2 separate regions of the Columba livia genome follow, and region 2 is linked to region 1. Evidence: chromatin contacts called from public Hi-C data. All regions are on one chromosome and are shown on one strand. The core of a region is the stretch at or near the end of the contact, and the rest is flanking DNA. Distances in the headings are between cores, read along the strand shown. Region 1 holds the start of ALG14 (ALG14 UDP-N-acetylglucosaminyltransferase subunit). Region 2 has its middle 10 kb from the start of F3.

The links. A called contact is a pair of places that touch in the nucleus more often than the background predicts.
Region 2: a contact with region 1 is called in a Hi-C map of crop, with 2.1 times the contacts expected there. The contact joins the enhancer-like site here to the promoter of ALG14 in region 1. A contact is called at or near these places in 2 of 2 Hi-C or Micro-C datasets (crop and liver).

What each region holds. Positions count from the first base shown.
Region 1 is chr8:23,737,361-23,743,936 of bColLiv1.pat.W.v2, forward strand. It overlaps ALG14 (ALG14 UDP-N-acetylglucosaminyltransferase subunit), which reads left to right and starts at 3,443. Exons shown (of 3, transcript XM_065071121.1): 1 at 3,443-3,634; 2 at 5,824-5,975. The coding sequence starts at 3,508. It overlaps TLCD4 (TLC domain containing 4), which reads right to left and starts at 2,985. Exons shown (of 7, transcript XM_065071118.1): 1 at 2,848-2,985. LOC135580037 (a long non-coding RNA gene) reads right to left here. Exons shown (of 3, transcript XR_010474092.1): 3 at 5,974-6,576.
Region 2 is chr8:23,908,871-23,915,446 of bColLiv1.pat.W.v2, forward strand. No RefSeq gene overlaps it. Among named protein-coding and RNA genes, the nearest start is that of F3, 10 kb to the left of the region's middle. Within about 2 kb of position 4,166, at least 2 of the 3 cell types and tissues checked have an H3K27ac peak away from gene starts, as active enhancers do.

The DNA of each region.
Region 1 (6,576 bases), core at 2,193-4,692:
GAATGTCAGGAAGTGAATGATCATCTGATAGCCAAAGCTGCCCACATTTTACTTCAGGGAAAAAAACAACAAAACTTTTGTTTGTATTCCAATTGCAGCCTTTCCTATTGGAGTCAAAATAAACCGAAACTACAAAGACAGCAAGCTTTCCTCAATGCAATTTAGTCCTCACCAGTGTAACTTTCAAAGGAGACATGCACCAGATGTACTAGTAAGCTTTCGCAGAGAATATTCGTATACAGAAAGGACAGCAGCAGGCTTTTCATTGGAACATTGTCTCACAAGCAATAAATGGAAAAAGTACCATACCATCTTACAAACCCCTGGTTTTTCCTATTCAAGAGTTTCAGAGTTTTCTTTTGGACAACAGTGGTTAATTATTTAGAATGAGCATGGATTATTTTTTCTTCAGTACAGAAATTCAAAGCCAACTTTCTGCATCAGTAGCAAAGGTACCAGAGGCAGCCCTTGTAATTACAGCATCTGCATCACTTTCTGAAAAGTGACTTTTCAGGGCAAGTGCACTGCTTCTTCCTCAAACACATTACACATTTACTTGGCAGTATTATCGATTTTACAAACTGGAGAACAGCACTAGCCATTGCCTTCCCAGCAGAAGTCCTATACTTCACCTGCTTTGTCCTATTTAGCTAATGTGACCATGGTGCGCTATACTTTGGGAGAGTTACTGATTTTTCATATTAACTTTCACATGCATGTCTAGTGCTCAGAATATTCTCAAGGCACTTGGCAGATGGGAATCAATCACCAAGCACGCAAGGCAGCTGAATGACAGCAACCTGCTTGTTCCATGACTCTTACAGTTCTTGGACTGAAGTCACCCTGGTCCAGAACAGGGAGTTACCTGATGAAAAACCACAAATACACCCATGTCCTACTGAGAAAAGACATAATTAGCAGTGTTGTACTGCAAATGGGATCTTCACAGGCTCTACTCAATTTTCACAAAGGGAAAAAAATCTGCAAAACTTTACAGCAACTAGGTTGCAGGCTGTTGTTTCAGCCTTTAAATAGTTATTTTAACAGTCTCACCAAACTCTGACTCTTCCCTCAAGCCTCGCAATCTGCTGTGGAAACTACTAGAAAGCTATATTCCTTATTCAAGCAGAATTCCCAATGAGTAAGAAAGCATTTGTTATAGGACTTTGAGGCAAACTCACTGTTTAGCTTTTTAGACTCCTTAAAAGTCAGACTCTTTGCTCTGCTTCCAAAGAACTGTCAGATCCTCAGTTTCCTAGTCCAAAGAACAAGTATTTCTCTGTATGCATCGCTCTTATTTTTTCCTCTTGTTTTCAAACAACCTGCCTAGCAAAAAAAAAATCCCCACCCTTCCAACTTTGCTGGTTTTAGGTCAGTTTCTCATTAATTTCACCAAACAGCCTTACAGAAGAATTGGGTACAAGAAGGGGAAGTACGTACATACTGAAGAAATAACATGAAAAGCAGAAAATACATTGAAGTTTTTTACATCACTCTCAGCTACTGACTCCAGGATTGTTTCTCTGAATAAAATGCCCAATAAAAAAAGTGGTTCTTTTACACTTCTTACGGTGGGTTTAAAAAAAAAAAAGGCAAAGGAACGATATAAAAAAGCCTTGAGAAAAATTCCTTAAAATAAACAGATTGCTAGCTACACCCCCTGTGGCAACCTGGGATACATTCTACATCAATGGTATTATTTTCACTGAAGAAGGTGAAATGGGAGAAAGATCACCATAGACAAAATTAGTATTTAAATAGCCTATAGAACTTACTGTCTTGTTTTAACATAGTTTATTTTTTGAAAAAGGACCATGGTGCATTCTTCCTTTTTCTTCTGTAATTTAGAGATTTTCATCTCTATTGTCCCTAATTATTAGGTTTAGGTAGCTAATTAAGTTGAAAGCAGAATGAATTTTTGAAATTCATGCATCGTCAACAGAACTATTAATGTAAACCTTGTTGTTTCCGAATGTCAACAATGATTAAGCAGTGAGGATTTTTTTTGTGAGGTTACTCATTTGGGTGGAAGACCTTACCATGGTCATTCTTTTTAATAGTCTCTTCTTAAAACAAGTGCAAAATTACATGTTGCACTGATGCAAAGAAACCCAAAACATAATCTGTAGAACTGAGACACAAATCAACAAGATTCACTTTACTTCAGATCCTAAAATGGCAAAGGGTAGCTGAAAAGTATATCTTTTACTTGTAAGTTATGTAATAATCACTGTAATCCATGCCTGGCACAAGTTTTTGTTAAAAATCAGAAAGAAATATTCAGCTTCCAAGGCTGGCAGGGATACAAAAAGTCCAACTTGTTCAGAATAAGCAAAAGGAAGAAAAACAGCCAGAGAAACCATGGCAGACAGACACAGAATCACAATGTGTTAGATCTATTGTGTTTGTGCACTTGAGGTGTAAGTGCACTGCTGTTGTGTTTCCTACGCTTGACAAGTCACTCCAAAAAGTTCTAGAATTCATTGATCCTGACTCATAGGCCAAGAGGAAGGTCTTGTCCCCGCCACATAATTTAAGGACAACAACAAACAAAAGGTACTGTTTCCTGATCATAAAATGTGGTGTCATTCTCTTTCCAGCAAACACACATCTCATCTGAGATTAGTCCCGTGGCTGAATCATCACAACCTCCCCAACAAAGACCAGATGCTGACAGAGGTGAAAAGAGTGCTGATCTGGTGTTCCACACTTCTCGCTGAAATAAAAACCTAGAGTATTAAAACGAATGAAAACAAGAGTTATGAGAGGCCGCGAAATATTAATATGCTTCATTTTACGCATTATTGTCGGCTATGTAAAATAATAGCTCCATGTACACAAGCATACCTGGCTAGCGCTCATGCCTGTGTGCGCTTGCGGGTTCCTGCAGGAATCTGTACGGGCCCGGGGGCCGCAGGACTGCTCCAGTGCGTCTCTGGGTTTTAGAGCGGTCAGGTCTCGCTGCAGCCCGTGCAGCACAGGGACAGGGGACAGGCCCCGCAGCAGCACTGACCGCACCGGCCCGTTCCCCGCCCGGCCCCGGTCCCCACGGGAACGCTCCGGAACCCCCGGGCTCGCCGGGCAGCAGCTGACGCGGTGCAGCCGGTTTCTGCTGTTCCCGCGGACAAGGGGCAGCTCTCGTCACACACGCCCCGCAGCACAGACCTGCCATTGCCACACTCGGGAAGCGTCTCACACTTTATTACCGCGAACACGCACCACACGCCCGAGGGCAACCGCTCAGCCCCGCTCAGGCGGCGAGACCAGGTGACAGCGTCCCCCAGTCCAGCCCTGGGCCGCCGCCGGCCCCTCAGCGGCCGCTGCCTGTCCCGCCGGGCTGGCCCAGCCCAGCCTGCTGCACCGCGGGCCGCTAGCCCGGCGCCACCACAGCGCTTGTGCAGCGGCGCTACAGCAGCGGCCGGAGACGCGGGGAGATTTGAGCCCCACCGGCTGCCGTACGCCGGGAGGTGCTTCCGCGGACAGCGGCGGGACGGCCCCGGCCGCGCCATGGAGCCCTTACTGCCTGTCGCCCTCCTCCTTCTCCTCTTGCTGCTCGTCCCATTGGCGTTGCTGGCGAGGAGGCCCCGCAGCCTGCGGACACCGCCCCTCAGGCTCCTGGTGGTGGCCGGCTCCGGTGAGTAGGGGTTGCCGCCAGCGGGAGAGGATGGCTCCGCAGAGCGCCAGCGCAGGGCTCCAGGAACTACGGGTCCCGGCATGCAGCGCGGAGCGAGGGCGCAGGCGGCGCTCGCCAGCGTGTCCTGGTGCATGCCGGGAATTGTAGTCGCGCTGGCGGTTCCGCAGCAGCGGGTGGGGGCGGCCGTGTGTCGGGAGCCGCTGCCCGGGCCGACACCGCTGCGCCCGGGCCCCACCCGTGCGGGTCGGGGGCCCTCGAGGCCGCCACCTGTCTTGGGGCGTTTTAGTTCTTAATTTGAACAATTGTTAAGGTTCATCTTTATTTCTCATCCGTATCTATGTCTGACAGTTCGGTTTCTGAACCTTCAGGCGGCACATGCGTTTCATTAATAAATGTATTGACTAAAACTGATGCAGGACAGACCTGTGCAGCTGTCTGGTCTTCTGACAGAAAATGATGGATGGCGATTCGGGGCAAGGTTTTTCAAAGATTGGTACAACCCCCACAAACGTGGCATTTTGTAAGAATTTTATCCAAACCACGTCTCTTTTGTTTACTCACAAGGGTCTCATGTGCGTCTGTCAGAGGCAGCTCTGTTGTCCGCACGTGTCACCACACACTAAGGGGACACACACATCTGCTACTCCTTGTGACCTTGCTGAAGTTGCAGGGCAATTCATTTCCCCCCAAAATGAGGCTACCTTGAAAATTTGTAGTTGCCAAATCCAGGCAGAAACTTTGATTTCATCACCTCAGTACCCCTGTGGTTTTTGCACACTGACTAATTGAGTAATAATCCCAGGTCTTCAGCAATCTGAGTTTGACTGGCGGTTTTACAACTTTTCAGGTCATCTTTACCTCCAGTAGGACCGGGAACATGCTTGTTTTCCTTCAGTCCCATGGAATCTAGTTTGTACATACTAAAAAGTACCATCGCTATACATAAGCATTCCAAGTGAAATAATTCCTAAGTCAGTTAGGATCGATGTAATGTTTAAGCTTATTCTTTGAGGCTTCTTGGAAGTTTGAATATCCTGCTCTTCTGTGAATACTCAGATGATTGCATTAAAATTTGTGAAAGCTTCAACAAGATTGCTCATGAGGCAATCCTTCCAAAAATATTTGAAAAATACTGCATGGAATTCTGTGGAAAGGCGTCAAACTCTCATGCCTGGTGCAGCAGCACAGCTTAGCAGGTATTTGCCAGTCAAGAGCGTCTGACTTGTGGAGCAAAGGTCTCTTACGAGGATAACGGCCCTGGGCAGCAGGGTGTAGCAGAAATACTTTTGCTTTACTGTTTTGGTTTGCAGCTTCCAGCAGAGTGAAAAGTAACACATCCGAGAAACATTTATGCACACACTTACAGGTAGAATTTGATGTTAAGCTGATCTAGCCTAACAGATAAAAGGTGAGCCAGCTCTACCCACACACACCATCTTCCCTCTCTCTTCATCCACTGTTACAAGTATTCCTATAACTTTGGTTCAGGAAACTCAACTGACAAAAAAATATTAACCCCGCTCCCCAAAACCGCAAAAAGTACACCCTCCCCTTCTCTCCAGTTCAGTGCCAGATTAGCTCCTGGAACAAGGTGACCTTGCACTGAAGAGGTTGCAACACCCATTCAAGGGCAGCAGTTAACACGCTTGGCTGGAGCTGCGCTGTTGATTCCATAAGCACCTGGCCTTTACGCTGGCATGGCTGTGGAGTGGAATTGCTGCCAGCTCAATGCGCATGTCACGAGCTGGGCTGGCACAGGACAGAGTGCAGGGCAGGGTCAGAGCGCGGTGCCACGGCACAGCTCCTGGCTGCATCCCAGCCGGATGCATCGCACCCCGGGGCAGCTTTGGACTGTGCACTACCATATAACCCTTTGCTCAGTTGCTTTTGCATCGTGTACAGGATGTTGAACACAAATGTTGTACTTCTGTGTGATCCTGGTTCAGTCCCATTTAACTGAAAAGCTTCCAGCAATATAGCCTCAGTGGGAGCTGAATTGTCTTCATCTCATTACTTAATACTTAAACAGTCTTAACAATCCTTTAATTGAATCCTCTACTCTCAGAAGAGTGTCACTAATAATAGTAGTGCTAGTAAGTTTTAAAAGGAAAAGTGACTGATTCAGCTGAAGAAATTGTAAGTTACAACATGTTTCATATAACCAACTGCAGTTTATTTTGTTTTTACAGGTGGGCACACAACAGAAATCCTGAGGTTACTTAGCTGTTTGTCAGAGTCATACTCTCCTAGACATTATATTCTTGCAGACTCAGATGAAATGAGTGAAGCTAAAATACGTTCTTTTGAACAAAAAAGGGCTGAAACATTCTCCAGTTCCCAGGTAACTTGTTAAATGTGCTCTTGTAAGATAAAATTATCTTAACACTCTAATTCAAGGCAATTTGGAAGTCATTCTTTAAAAAGATGTTTTTAAGATCAGTAAGCGCTTTTGATTTTCTAGATATTGAAAATCACTTGCACTGAAGTTCAGCTGAAGGTGGCATTTTGTACATACTGGTTTTTACATTTTTAAAAGTTAACTAGATAGAAACTATTGATTAATGCTGTGCTAGAAAGACACTGAAAATGCAAAGTAGGTATACCAAAAAAAGCAAATGCCATTCTTGATACTAGTTTTCACTACCACCTTTCCTTACTTTCTCTTAAAATGGCCTTTACCTCTTGTTAACACGTTAATCCATTTGAAGCAATGAGCGAACATAATTATAGTGAAAGCAGCTTGAGCTTCTTGCTCAACAGAAGTATGCACAAAATAAATCTCTCTTAATTATGTATATCAGCTAACCGTAGAAGTGTTATTTGTAGCTATAAAAATACTGGAGCAGAAATATGGTAGAGTTTTTATAATTATATTTTTCAGTCTGGTATCTCCCTCAGTGACATGCATATTTTTGAAAAAAATTATTAAAATGCTTTCTCTA
Region 2 (6,576 bases), core at 2,916-5,415, 170 kb after region 1:
AAATTAAAAATACATTTAAGAAATTTATCTTGCAACAGCAATGTGGGCAAACTGCCAGAAGTCTGACCAGCACTCTGCAAAATAGACTATCAGGACACCTATGCCTGTAAGGATAAAGATATGAGAAGCCACAGTTCATCAATGGATGAAAGGTTTTGGAGAGTCCCAAGTCACTTTTCAGCTGTCCGCACATGTGAGCGATTATTCAGTGTTTGCATTCACAGCTTCTCATTCTAATGGAAAGTATCACCGGTGTCTCTTGGATGTGTCACGCAGGGATCCCCACGGTGGTGCCCGTACCGCTTGTGGTACTAATGTTCATTCAAGATGCTATGGGGCCTGGCCCAGAGATGGGAACTGCTGCAACCAATGTTGGTATCAACTGCTGCTGCTAACAATGGTGGTAGGCACAAAAAAAACAAAAAACAACCCATTGAGAGAACAGAAAAAAAAGCATCTTGCATTTGGCACTAATTGGTTGCATCTCTAAACTTTATACAGATCTTAATATACTCATTGCATTTATAGGAAAGAATAACATTATATAAAATCAATATCCAAATCTACCAATTTTTACACAACTGTATTTTATGTTTTTCATTCCTACTGTGTTATAGATACCTTCCTTGTATGGATTAAGGTTCCTGTGAACATGTGAATCTGGTTTATGGGGGCTTTCTTTGTTCTTTAATTCTCCTTTTTACAGAGGGAAGAAAACAAACACCATCATCCTCTCAAAAAGACCCCTGTTTACTTAATATTGTGCAATAAATGCTGATGCATAAGCCTTATATGGAAGAGGAATCTTACAAAAGCAATCAAACAAGAGCTTGTGGGAGTAAACTTTAAAACATTCCAAGGCTGTCATCATCACTTCTCTTCCCTGTGGTGTTCTGCTTCCTCAGCTTCATTCAGTGCCAAGCTGAGAAAAGGGAAGAGCTCACAGGAGAAGAAAAGCCCGTAGGTTACATCAAAGCTTTTATTAAACTAGACCATACAGCTGATTGTCATGAGCTACACAGAATGATATTATAAATCATGCTTCATTACTTAAGAGATTTTTGGTTTGTGCTGAATATGAATGTTGTTTTTATTAAAATAAATAAATAAAGAATGCTCATATAAATGCAAACAAGTGTCTTAAACAACATAAGAATTATCCACTACTGCACAAGTTCTGGAAACCTGAAGTGCTTCTGTTCCCTAGCTGCAGTATGTTACTGTCCAACAATGCTGAGTAACCGGAGTCACGGGGCTCGCAGATCCTATTTCAAAGAGGTTTTTTTGCTGTTTGTGGAGAGAGTTGAGAGACAGGCTTTTTATTGCAAACTTCCGGAAGCATTATCCTTTGAGCCAGGGTACTGAGCCCACGCAAAATATTTTATGCAGGGATTCAGTTTTCTCAGAGTATCAGGGTGGGCAAAAGTTGTTGAATAAAGGGTACTGTCACTAGGAAGAAAGACTAGATCGTATCTACAACACATGTGGCCACTTCAGTACTGTACTGATTCAAGACAGAGCCAGCCACCCAGGGAATCGATGTGAGAGAGGGAAGGCTTTTCCTATGCACCTAAGCTCCCCAGCTTACCTTCCAAGCAGGTTTCTGTAAGCAAGTGTGTTCCTACTGATGCTCCCGATTCCATGTTCTACTTTGCTTCTTGTCATCTCTTGCAGAAGAAGGTATACGGCTATTTCATGTGGATATAACCACTTGTGCAGTTCCCTGATGCAGTACTTGTGCTCTCTCCTTATACAAATGAATAGGTAACACTGCCTACTGTAGCAAGGCACTTTCGTTTCATAGTACTGCTTTAAAACCGCATTCTTCTTCATATGAGTGAATAAAGGCTGGTATTGTTCTGTTACTATTCTGCCAGCCCTAAAAGCATTACAGACAGGAAAATTACTACCATTACTTAAAATGAACAACTGTACAGGACTTCACAAGTGCATATATGATAGATATGGCAGCAAGCAGCTTAGCTAATTTATTTCTAGCAGACTCAGCTTTCCACTGCGAGAATGCTGCTGCTGAGAGGCATGTAATGATAAGAATGTGATTATAAGCTTAACTTGGATCACTAGTTACGTGGCAACTCAGGACAAAGAGTTTCTGCATTAAGTAAGTGAAAATAAACAGCTGTGACAGATCACCTTCTCGGTTTAGTTTTGTAATGCTGATGATTTTGCAGGTTAGTAGTGATTGCTACACAGTTTCAGAACCTTGTAACACACAGGAGTGGGCTTTTGACAGCACCAGACCCAAGAGTCAACAGAGTAGTCTTCTAATTACACAGTATCGATCCACATGGATCGATCCAGGCTTCCCATAGCCTGTGTGTCACTGGGGAACAGAGAACACTTGGTGTTAATGTTTGAGGAAGACAAGAAAAACAAAAAAGAACACCTGCTAGACAGGCCAGAAGCAGGAACCAGCCAGCTGAAAATCTTTCCACAAACATTAGGTGTGGCATTACCCACCATGACCAGTGCTCTCTCACGCAGTCCGCCCATTCCCTTGACAAAGAGAAGCTGTCACAGAAAGCTGCCCTTTCCTTGTGTGCTGGTGTGTCTCCTCCAGCGCTCTATAGCAGGACACTTACAAAAGTTCTGGCCTAATTACCAGGACAGATGTGCTGTGAAACTCCTCTTCCTTCCGCCTTACAATGAGAAGTCTTCCTGCCAGTGAGATCCTTCTGCTGCTTCTGGCGGCATTCGGCCCGTACAGCCCGTTTCTGTACCTCCCACAAGGTCCCTGCAAGAACCTCTTTTCTTGTAATTCCTCAGTTTCTAACTGTAGCTCAGTTAAGCAAGTTCATACAAAGATGTGCCTTGGGGACTATTTCTTCCAGTAAAACCTGCCAGCACCTGGGAATAATGACACAGCCGTGTTCACTGTCTCCAGAGCTTTTACAGTCAGTTCCTGTCTCACATATCCAATTCCAGAAATTGTGCCTGTTTCTCATCTTGTCAAAGTTTGTGCCCTGTTAGTGACATGCTTCAGTGATTTGCTCCTGCAAGAAGCTCACAACATTCTGCTCCTTCCTATTTTTACTGTCTACAGCTTCCCTAGGTCACTGTAACTGGATCAATAACTCCCAGAGCATTTGCTAGCACTGCTCTGAGTGCCTTTCTCTGTGCACTTAATTACCTTTAAATATCAATGTTTTAGTGGCTTCTTTAATTAGCCATGAAGTTGTTAATCTGAACTCAAAGAATATTCACAGTTCCAGATCTCAGCTATCCTCACTGATGTGTTTTCTTCCATTTTTATTTTCAAATTTTCTACCTTATTAGTTCAAGAAATATTTAAACAGCTAAGTACTCAGACATGGATATATTCACAAAACTATTTCATCAAAAGAGGTTAAATCAAAAACCTCCTTCCTCTGAATAGATATTTTCCCAATGAGATCACATGATAGTTTTTTAATTAGTTCTTCAGTAATCACATAACTCAATTAAAAATCTAGTGTAGTGAAGGAGCTGGAATGACAAGTTAGATTTTAAAAATACTCATTATTCCAGACGAAAAAATGGTGTTTGTGTGGGTGTGGGTTTTTTTTGGTTTATTTGTTTTAAAAGAGTACATCCCAGGTTTTCCCTCTGCTGCCTTCATACTTTACCATCTGTTTACACCAAATACATACATCTCCACAGAGATGATAACCGCATTTCCCATCTTTCCATTTTATTCATAACATGATGATGTGCTTCCAGAAAGCACAAAGGGTGCAAACATACCATGGCTTGTCGCTGCTGCAGCTATTGTTAGAGTAGCAGAGCCACAACCAGACCTGCTCCTCCTTTGCTCTTGGCGCTGCCGTTCGGAGCGGGAGTGCTGCAGACACAACCTGCACTCGGTGAGCCGCCTCTCCATCAATTCTGCAGCTGCGCATCTGGCGTTAGGTTTCTTGCGACTACAAAAGGTGACCCCAAGCGGCAAAGCAAGGCATAAGCAGTATGTTAACAATTCAAATTTTCCTAAATGGCTAGTACACAGATATGCAGTTTGAATCCTCATTTCACTACTGGGGATCTTGGGTTATAACAAACCTTGTCTTGTCCTGTTTTAAAGCACCGCTGGAAACAAGGCACAGTTAACAATCCAGCTGGCAGCAACAAGTACTTATTTACCTATTGTTTGCATTATAGTATTAAAGCCCACACAAAACCATACTTCCTTCTCCTGACAAAGTTCTCTTTTAGTCTCAGAAAACTCAGGAGTAGCTCAGAATTAGGAGTTTTTCACATTGAACGTTAAGCTTCTTACCAGATTTTCTTTCCTTGGTATGCTTCAAACAGAAAACAGATTCTTCTTGCTGCCCTTTTAACTCTTAGAAAACAGCCTGAGAACCCCCGAGAAGGGACTGAAGCCTTCTAGGAGCACTAGAAAATGTGTTACAACTGCACACAGCATAAACTGAGCTGTAAAAAGCCAAGTTATGTTGAAGTACAAGCTATGTTTGGAACTGTGATAACTTGCTGTCAGCTGCAGGGAAAAGAAAGGCACGAGTAGGAATAGCTGGAATGCAGCTGTGTTTGTAACGGGCTATTTTGGGCTTTACGTGCTTTGAGTTCTGAGCTTGTCTCAAAAAAGCAACCCAAAAAAAAAGGCATTTGAGGGAATGACCTTCCACTCTAGAGGCACAGACACAAGAATTTGAAACAGGTCACAGGTGAGGGTCCCATGACTCTCAGGCAGGTCACTATACTACACAACAACATCAGGGACAATAAAATACATGAGACATGCACGAACTACTACCATCTGTCAGCCCCGCCTATTCGAGTCCCTTCTATCCCACTGGCATAATGCACCCCAGTGCCTCAGGGGAAGTTTACCAAGGTAACACAAGAAGAATGATTTTCCTGAATACTGAAGCACTAATCTCACACAGCCTTTTCAAAATTCTCTACTTAGTACTACTATAAATACACCTATTCTAATTTAAAAGAAAGGAAAAAAAAGAAAAAACTATTTTAAATTGTTTGTTATCTAGTTAGTATTTGTGGGTTAACAAAAGACAACAATGCCAATGTGTAGATTTGACCTTGGCCCTTAGTTCCTTACTAAGTTCCAAAAAAATTTGCTAATGGTTCCTGGCTTTCCAGACAAGTTCTGTTGCAATACTTTAGATTGCACCCGAGTTTTAAGAAGCCTCCAGCACACACTTTCTTTTTAACCGTTATTTTCCCAAATACATTAGCTTGTCAGGCCTTCTATAGTACTTCTACTATATCTCAGTCTTCTACTAAGTCTGTCACATCCGCAGCTTCTGACACAGCTCTGTTTTTAACTCTGTTGCTTTTGTGCCAATACATTTCCACACTAGAATACCACAATAAAGTAAATAAAGGCTACTTTATTTTGAAGAGCATCTTCACACTACTTACCTTGCTATGATTCACAACAATTAAAATCAGTCGAATGGGGTTTAGTACCTGCTTGCACCAAACTATTCAGTCTAAGGAAATGAAGGGTATATTTGGCTACACAGAAGAATGTCTCTTCAATTATATATGTGGAGTATATTTTCCAGAGCAGTATTCTCCATATTTTCTATAATCAAGTTTAAAAAATTAGCTGTGATATGTGCTGAACTCTGAGGTTATTTTAATGCAAAAAATTTGCTCAGTCATGTAGGTGGAGTTCCCTATTTCTACCCAAGTAAACCAATCTGAGCACTCTTAGTTTTGTCCAGACAGCATTGACCTCATTTTTCCAGTTGTGTTCTATTTTGGTGCAGCATCATCTGTGGATGCCACTTGTTTCCCAGAATGAGGGATGGGTGGGGAATAAGGATGGTGGTTTGTGGACAAGCAAAGCGGTGAACAGGGCTCGGCCCTACAGCACAAGCGCTCCCTTTGCCAGTAAAAGCCATTGTATTGAATCTTTATGGTTTAGACTTCCGAAAGGTGACCAAGAGTGAGGTTTCTAAACAGTGTGAGAGAGATTGTGATTGTTAAGCCTGGTTTGTGGAAGATAACACTTCACAGAAGTGGAGTGTCCAAGTTCCTTTCTCTATTTTAAAATGCCAGTTGGATGATTATTCTTGCACTGTTGCATTCCCTGCAGGATCACTGGCAAAATGTCTTGAGTTTCCAAAGTCAATCCCCACAGAATTTCACCAGATGTTCAGGCATATTATTTCTATTTAAACCCTGTATGTCATGTTTTTCAAATTATTCCCTTAAGACAGCTTCTGTCTGTGAAGTTCCAGGCTGCCTGTCATCTGGCTCCGCTTTTGCATATAAGGAAAGAGAACGATGCAGAAGTTCAAAGGTGGCTGAGCAACTTCGAAAATAACATGTTTCAAAAGTTTTTATGTTAAAAGACAAATTGCTTTCTTGCTAATCAAGCTTAGCTATATTCTGTTTCAAGATGAAACCAGTTTCATGTTATGTTTGAATGCGCGTGGCAGGATGAGTTTCATCAGAACATACAAACAAACATATTACAGGAATCTGTAACGTGTACTGCAATTCTAAACTTCAGGTCAAGTTTAAGGCATTGTTAATAAAAATCAGACTGTATCCAGCACACTAGCAAGAGCCTGGAACCACAACATGTGA